Linked DNA regions of Sus scrofa: all the other regions are linked to region 1. A link is a contact called in public promoter capture Hi-C data. All regions are on one chromosome and are shown on one strand. Each heading gives the region's core, a stretch centred on a gene start, on an enhancer-like site or on the middle of the called end of the contact. The rest is flanking DNA. Distances are from core to core; before and after follow the strand shown.

The links. Promoter capture Hi-C pulls out the DNA fragments that hold promoters and counts their contacts.
Region 2: a promoter capture Hi-C map of fetal skeletal muscle shows a contact between it and region 1, with 3 times the contacts expected there. The contact joins the promoter of REXO1 here to the promoter of MKNK2 in region 1. A contact is called at or near these places in 1 of 5 promoter capture datasets (fetal skeletal muscle), 7 of 47 Hi-C or Micro-C datasets (alveolar macrophages, embryonic fibroblasts, heart right ventricle and 2 more) and 2 of 2 datasets of contacts at active chromatin or transcription factors (alveolar macrophages and skeletal muscle).
Region 3: a promoter capture Hi-C map of liver shows a contact between it and region 1, with 2.8 times the contacts expected there. The contact joins the promoter of OAZ1 here to the promoter of MKNK2 in region 1. A contact is called at or near these places in 2 of 5 promoter capture datasets (fetal liver and liver) and 1 of 2 datasets of contacts at active chromatin or transcription factors (alveolar macrophages).

Annotation. Positions count from the first base shown.
Region 1 is chr2:76,508,879-76,511,578 of Sscrofa11.1, forward strand. MKNK2 (MAP kinase-interacting serine/threonine-protein kinase 2) reads left to right here and starts at 1,424. Exons shown (of 15, transcript XM_021084205.1): 1 at 1,424-1,577; 2 at 1,720-1,854.
Region 2 is chr2:76,692,832-76,695,531 of Sscrofa11.1, forward strand. It overlaps REXO1 (RNA exonuclease 1 homolog), which reads left to right and starts at 1,438. Exons shown (of 16, transcript XM_003123002.4): 1 at 1,438-1,716. The coding sequence starts at 1,560.
Region 3 is chr2:76,295,243-76,297,942 of Sscrofa11.1, forward strand. OAZ1 (ornithine decarboxylase antizyme 1) reads right to left here and starts at 1,384. Exons shown (of 6, transcript NR_125342.1): 1 at 1,159-1,384; 2 at 1-208.

The sequences.
Region 1 (2,700 bases), core at 174-2,673:
AGAGCTGGTCTTCTGGGGAGGGGTAGGGACCCAGCTGTACCCACCAGCCATCCCAAAGCACAGGTGACTGTACACACAGAGAGGATCCTGGCTCCCGGGCATGAGTGGGAAGGGACAGCCAGGTGAGGAGAGGGGTGGGATGGTGTGGGGGGAGACTGAGGCCTCCTGGGCAGGCCGGTCTAGCAGCCCCACCCCAAACACCTGGAGCCAAGGTCACACACACACACACACACACACACACACACACACACACACACAACACCCATGCGTGCATGGGTCAGGTGAGGGCTGGGGGCTGGCTGGGGAGTTCCCTGCAGGTCCCACCAAACATTCCAGAGGACTGAGGTCAGCCCTCACAGCTCCTGTGCCTTGAGCTGTAGCCTTGGGGGGCAGCATGTAACTTGAGGCAGCCTCAAAGGGAAGGTGATCACCCAGTTCAGGCCTGGTTGGGGGATAGCTGGGGCAGGGTGAGAAGCCCCTGGAAGGATAGACTGGGGCCTGGAGGAGAGGGAGGACAGTCCAGACCTGTGCCCCCACGTGGCCAGGCCCAGGTCTAAGGACCATGCACCACAGGGCTGTGGGGACAGAGACAGGGAGCTGGCCCGGCTCAGGATGAACTGAAGCTCTCAGATCTGGGTCAGGGCCTCAGCTGAAACGGGGTTGTGTTTTGCTTTTTGTTCTGTGGCCCCCACCCCTTGGCCTTTTTCTCCATCAGTCAGGGGAAACACTTCTTTGCAGGACTGAAGGACAGTCCTTCATAGAGCTCAGTCCCCATGCCTGACTGCAGTCCCCTATTCTTTACTTCTTCTTTTATTTTGGCTGCGAATGGTCCAGGGATCAAACCCACGCCACAGCAGCGACCAAAGCCAGAGCAGGACAACGCCCTATCTTTAATCTGCTGTGCCACAAGGGAACTCCAGTGGTCCCCTTTTCAAGCCAATAATAGGGTGAACTTTGGGGGAGCAATCTGGGGAGGCGGCTAAGCCTCTAAGCCAGTTGGGGTGCTCCTGCACGATAGCTGGGGCCAGGATCAAGAAGCTGAAAAGGAGACACACCAGGTTCTCAAGCAAAGATGCAAGAGGGAGCCATGGCAGGTTCTGGAGCAGGAGAGTGGCTAAAAGGAGTCAGTGTATCTTAGCCCCGGCCAATAGACTAATGTTGTTGCCAGAGGGCAGGGCCGGGCTTTGGCTCAGTGCCAGGGTCCCGCGGGCTTCCTCGAGTCTCCGGCTGCGTCAGGATCTTGCCCGGTCCCGCGCCAGAAACCCGGAGCACTGCAAGGCGCACGCGCGCAGACACGCCCCACGGCTAGAGCGGCCTTTCAGCCCCGCCCCCGTCGTGCGCACAAGGGCGGGTCATGAGGGGCGGGGTCTGCGTCGGGGCGGGGCCGAACTTGGCTATAAAGGTGGTGGCGACGCGGCGCGCCCGGCTCCTCTCGGCGGTGGCGGCCCTGACGGAGGAGTCCGCGGTGGCGGCAGCGGCGGTGGCGGCGCTGTTCCCCGCGCGGTCCGCGCAGCGGGGTCCGGGCTGCGGCGCGTCTCGGGCGGCGGCATTGCGGCCCCGGCCCGAGCCCGACCCCGGTGAGTGCGGCCCGGTGACCCCAGCCTGGCTCCAACCCAGGCGCGGGGATCGGGCCCCACGGAGCCTCGCCGCCCTGGCCTGGGCTCCCGGCGCGCTGGCCGCGGCCACTCAACGCCCTCCTTTGTCTGCTCCCGCCCACAGGGTCCCCTTCTCGGCCGCCCCCCCGCCCACGGGCCGCCCCCGGGCCCCTCGTCCCCTCCCCCGCTGGCGGGGCCCGGACAGAAGATGGTGCAGAAGAAAACAGCCGAACTTCAGGGCTTCCACCGTTCGTTCAAGGTGAGGGCCGGATCGGTTTGGGGGCGCCTCGGCCGTACCACTGGAGTGGCCGGTGGCAGGGCGCGGGAGCCCGACCCCAGGATCCCTCGGGAGCTCGGGGCAGCACCCCACCCCGCTCCTGGGGCTGCTTCAGCTGTGCACTGGTAGGGGTGTTCAATTGGCCGCAGTCCCGTCTCTGATATCCTGGGGCCTGTGGGTCTTTCTTCTAGGAGTCTGGCCTATGGGGATCCTTCCTATGTGTTCCCCGCAAACCCCAGCCAGGGGTATACTGGGGGGGAGGGCGTTCAGTAGGCCACACAGTTCAGTCCCTAGCGCCCTGGGGCCAGTAAGGTCTTTCCTCTGCTGCCCCCCCTCCCCCGCCTGTGGGGGCCCCTGGATTTGTGTCTCCTGAAGACCCCTGCTGAGTGTGCACTGGGGCATCTGCAGGCCACAGTCCTGACCCCAGCGTCATGGGGCCTGTGGGGTCTGTGGAGTCCTTCCTCCAGAAACCCCAGGCAGGGCTGCAGGCACCCCCACGCCCTCCTAGGTGGTCTGCAGAATGGGGCAGTGGATTGAATGCTCTCCCAGTCCTCCACCTTCCAGACACCCTAGGCCAGAGTGCTATTTCCTGTCAGAGCGGGAAGTTTCTGCTGGGGCCCCCTGGCTGTGGCCGCCAAGTCCTGGTCTCAGATGAACGAGTCTGGGGCAGGGGGAAGGGGGGCACAGGCAGGTGCTAGGCAGTGGCCCATAGGGCCCGGCCCAGGGGACGCAGTGATGTCAGCGCAGCGGCCACCCCACCTTGCTAGCTGTGTTACGTAATGGCTTCCCTGGGCAGGGACCTGTTGCCCTGTAGAGAAGGCAGGACCT
Region 2 (2,700 bases), core at 188-2,687, 180 kb after region 1:
GCCTTTACCCTAGATGCCTGCTTGGCTTTCTCCTTGAACTGCTCAAATTCCACTTCCCCATCAGACTCCATGGACCACCCCTTTCCCCAGCTCCCTACTCTCCCTATCACCCATCCTCCAGAAGAGCACTCTCGGCCTTGTACTTAAGTATCTCCTTTACTGATCTCCTGCTGTCTCTCTTCTAGAACGCTACTACTGCCAGGGTGGGGATCTATGCTTTGTTCACTGATGTCTCTAGCACTGGGTCTGGCACTCACATAGTAGGTCCTTGGTAAATATTTGTTGAGTAAATAACCAAGGTCAGTCAGTGAGTACAGAGGAAGCATCTAGTAAGTGCAAGCTCAGGGGTGACCTGACTTCACCTCACTAGCATTGTCAGGGCCAGGCTGAGGGGTCCTCCCTCCTCTTGGCGGTGGAAGAGGCGCTGGCATCGAGAGACCCCTGGGGTGAGGGGTCTCAGGCCCAAATGCCACCGGGGCCAGGTGGCTGAGGTAAGGATAGATGGGCTGGGAGAGGGAGGAGATGACCTGCACAGACTGCACCCCCACCCTGTGCTCACACGGGGATCCTTGGCAATTGCCAGCTGGCGGGCAGGCTGGGAATTGTAGTTTTATGAAGCATCTCCCCCAATTTAAATAAAGGGCAACAAACAAATTTACATCATTTGAAAAACTAGTACTGAAACAAAACTGGTACTCAGATACATATACACACATGTTCACAGAGGCTCAATTCACAACAAACAGGCGGAAACCACCTGAATATCTATTATCTGATGAACAGATAAAATACGGTTTAGGGTCAATATTTGGTGGACAAATGAGTAAATCGGAATAGGGTTCCGCTGGTGGACCTGGGGATGAGATTTCAGACAAGAGTCCAGTGGGAGTCCACCCGGAGCCCAAGTCGAGGGACCTCCGCAAGCCTCTGCTTCAACGAGTGCAAAACGTGAGCACTAATTCGAAGTCAACCCGGGCGGAGTTGAGTTTCAGAGCCTGAGCTGGGTAACTCCGGTGCAGATCTCCAGGTGCAGGTGAGACACGCCCGCAGGACTCGTGTTGACCAGCAGAGGGCGCCTCAGGGAGACGTGCTAATAAAACTAATTAAATGCACCTAAGCCACAGCTGGACTATGAGGGGGGCCTTTTTTTTTTTTTTTGATCAGGCGTGCCGTGGACAGCTCCAGGCGCCGCAGGGGTCTGGGGCTCAAGATGGCGCTGTTGCCGCCACCGAGGGCCAGGCGGCGGCGCCGGCGAGGCTCCCGGAGACAGTAGGCAGGGCGTCTCGCCCCCACCACCCCTACCCCCGCGACTGCCTGTCCTGGGCCATGGGTCCATGACCCTCCTTGGGGCCGCGGGAGCAGGTGTTTCTGATCAGGCGCACTTCGGGCAGCTGCTCCCGAGGTCCCTTGCGGCGGCGTCCCGGGGGCCTCCGGGGACCTCGGAGCAAGATGGCGGCGGCAGCGGGGTCCGTGAGGCGCGGGCGGCGGCGACCGCGGCGCCAGTGAGGGGCCCGTGGGCCCGGGCGGCTCCGGGCCGCGGCCCCGCCGCGGGACGGACCATGCTACGTTCCACCGGCTTTTTCCGGGCCATCGACTGCCCGTATTGGGCTGGGGCGCCCGGGGGGCCCTGCCGGCGGCCCTACTGCCACTTCCGGCACCGCGGGGCCCGGAGCCCGGGCGCACCCGGGGGAGGCGGAGCGGCGTCCCCCGCAGCAGGTAATGCCCGCCCCGGGCTCAGCACTCCGGCGCCCGGGCTTCCTTGGCCCCCAGTTCCCCGCCCAACCTTCTTCTCTCTCGCTCGCGGGCGACGTGTCCCCAAGTCCGGGCCACCTACCCGGGGCCCACGTTGAGCGACCTCTGCAAACCTCTGCTTCAACGAGTGCAAAACGTAAACAACGAAGGGACCCGTTCTCCTAGAGGCGTCGCAAGGGTGGAGCGCGCCGGGCTCGGGAAAGGAGCGCGGCCGACACTGGTTGGCAGGCCCGAGCTCATGCCGGGGGAACCGTTCCCGCCGCCTCCCCGGCCCCGAGTGCTCGTGGCAGCCCTTGTTTACTTCTGCGCTTCTTCGGCCGCCGCGCCGCTGATTGTGGCCTCTCTTGTTTACAGTAGCAGTCTAGAGGATCTTGCTTAGGAACCTGGGCTGTGTGTTGAGCCGTGTGCCAACATATCCACTTGCTTGTGTGTGTGTTGGGGTGGGGGTCAGGCTTCCAAGTGAACGTTTCTAGATTGAGCATTACAGTACCGTGGTGATTATCAATGTCGCGGCAGAGTTCGGTGAGAGCTGCCCGGGGTCACGCTGCTTGTGGGGAGTGTGGGACTTGAGCTGTTAAGAATGGGGGCAAAAAGAGGGGCACCGCGAGGAAAGGCTTGCAGGGATGTCCTTACTCCGGAGGGGAACTCGGGCTCTCACTGGGGCTCCTGTCCTTCAGGACTGGGCTCCCCTTTTCTTTCAGGCTCATATTCTTCATTCGGCATCCTCTCTCTTTCCCCATGAAAGAATCCCCATCTCAGAGCCTTTTAACTTTCAAAGAGGAGCGCCCTTGCTAAGATTAAATAATGGGCTTGTTCTCCCATTTTGCCAGAAAAAAAAAAGGAGGGGGTAGCATTTTCTCAAATTTCCATTGTAAGTTTGTCCTGACTTTTTGCACCTGCCACCCACTGTTCACAGCCAGCCAGATGCAAGCATTGGTTGCCTGGCTC
Region 3 (2,700 bases), core at 134-2,633, 210 kb before region 1:
CCTTTATCTTAAGACCACCACAAACTGTCTCAAGCCAAGCCTGCATCAGGTTCTACTTCCCACTTCTAAGTCGAGCGGCTTCAGCTTCCCCTTTTCCACTTTTCAGGCTGCAGTGGAGACCTCGAAATCCAGCAGCCTTTTCCTAGTGATCCAGGAACCTGTCTTTTCACAGAAGCAGCCCAGGCCTCGACCCTTTCATCGTCCACACCTGCTGGGAAGCGAGGGGCCCGTTCGGACCCACGCGAGCGCTGCGGGGACAGGCCCGCAGAGACGCCCTCCCGCGCACTCCCAGCGGCCTCGGGTTGCGTCATCTCAGCAGAGAGGCCCTCGGCCCCGGGGGAGATTTTCACAATCGCGCAACCGGCAGCGCCAGCAGCCATTTGCTGCGCAGTGTAAACAGGGCCCAAAGTCGCCTCCATTTTGCTCAGCTCCCATCCGGGGCGCCCCGACACGCCGACGTCTGCATCACGGCTCGGGGTCTGGCCGCGGAAATCTCCCGGGGCAGTCGTCAAGTAGCTCGCGAACCGCAGCTCACCTGGACCCCCGCCCTCCACCGCCCAACGGGGGAGGGGGCGGTCCGGCCACCACCCTGAGAAGGGCCCCGGGCGCCGTCTACGTGGCGCCCAGGACCGCCGCGTCCCGGGGCCACGTCCGGGGGCGGGGGTGGCTCGGCCGAATTCGTCCAGCCGCAGAACGATCAAACCCTCCGCATCGGCAAATCACAGATTCTCGGGACCCGACTCCACTTCGGGTCCCGCTGCCCCAAACCTGGCCACGGAATCTCACGTCCCCAGCCCGTGACCTCCCGTGCCCCCCCGCAACCCGAGCAGATACCTGAAGCCCCCAACCCAGAGACTCCCGTGCTCCCCTAAACCCGACCAGGTACCTGAAGTCCCCAATCCAAAGACTCCAGTGTCCCTCAAACTCAACGGGATACACCATCCGTCGGGCAACCGAACCTGAGACACAACCCACGCTCCCAGTCCCGCCCCCGGGCCCCGCCCCCATCCCGCCAAGAACCCGCCCCCCGCGCGACTGTGGCATCGACAAAGGGGCGGACCTCGCGCTCCCGGGACTTCCGTGGCGCCCCGCCGCCTGCCCCCTGCGGGCCTGCGCGGAGCCGCTTCTGGAAGCTTCGGGCGGGGGCGGGGCGCTCACCTCTCGCTGCTGCGGCCTCCGCGGCTGTGCAGGCTGAGGAGCGGCATGGTGCGGGTGGCGTGGACGGTGGCGCTGGGTTTATCCCCCTCCTTCTCTCTGGCGAAGCAGTGGCTGTTGAGGATCCGCTGCAGGGAGGATTTCACCATCCGGCCGCTGGGGTCCGAAACCAGGAAAACCTCCGCTGCGCCTCTCCGCGCCGCCGCCGCTGCTCGCCGTTCGCAAAATGGCGCCGCCACCGCCGCCCGCTTTTATAGGCATCACGCGTAGGCCACGCCCACGCTCCGCGGGAACGCGGCCGCACGAGGGGGCGGTGCCGCCAGGAAATCCAGGTGTGCCCGCCCCTCTCGGCATCTGATTGGTGAAACGCGACGGACTCGCGTGGAGCCGCCCCTTGGATTGGGCAAAAGGCTTCGGGCCCCGCCCCCCCGCCGCTGTCGTAATTCTGCGGGCGCGCGGAAAGGGCGGGGCTCCCGTCGTGACGGGAGTGCGCGGCGCGCGCCCCGCCCCGGCCTCCCCCCCACAGCCGGGCCTGGGGCGGGGGCGCCTGGTTGGGCCTGCTTGAGGGGTGTCTCGTTGTGGCCACGTCTCCACCATGGTCCCCGGCTCCCTCGCTGGGGTCCCTTCCCCCTGAGGGACTCCCTCCCCCAGGCGGCTCTGACGACAAAGGTCCTGGGTATTTGGAGGAAAGGGTCCCAGCCCTCTCATCGCAGCATAAGACAGAATTATTTTCTGTAGTAACCTAGTAATGATCTTTCCCAAAGATGATTTTCTGGATTTGCTCCTTCACATATTGAAACAATTTACAGTTTAAAAAGAGAAGTTTCAGTGTTAAAGGTATTACTCAAATTTAGTAAAATATTTCTTGTCACATTTGGACTGAAGCAGAAATGCTTCTCCTTGAAGATGAACTCACAAAGCTATTCCATGGGTGAACTAAATTTTGCCCCAAGCAAAAAAAATATTCTTTGCAGGTCTCTTTTCTTTCACGCTTTTAGGGTTTAGGCACAGAGTCTGCAAAGTGTTACAAGGAACTGAAGCTACTCCTACTTTTTTCTTTGTCTTTTCAGTCCCTGCCTCTCACTTTCGTCTCTTTTATTTCCAATCTACTGTGCCCATTGGGGTTGGAGACACAAACTTTCCACAAAAGGACCTTGAATTATTACAAAACTTATAGAAATATACTCTCCAAAACATGTGGCTGAATCCGCATGTGTCCCCAAATTCCCTTCCATGTGGAATGCAAAATTCATTGTTTACTTACATGGTATTTATAAGTAATGTAAGTGTCTAATTTAGTACTTCCCTATAAACATTATTAAAACTCAACAGAGGCAGAGGGAAGGATTGGGAGTTTGGGAGTGCAAACTAGTGTGTATAGGATGGATAAACAACAGAGACCTACTGTATAGCACAGGTAACGCTATTCAATATCCTGTGATAAACCAGAATATAAAAAGGAATGTGGGAATTCCTGCTATGGCACAGTGGGTTAAGAATCAGACTGCAGGAGTTCCTGTCATGGCTCAGTGGTTAAGGAACCTA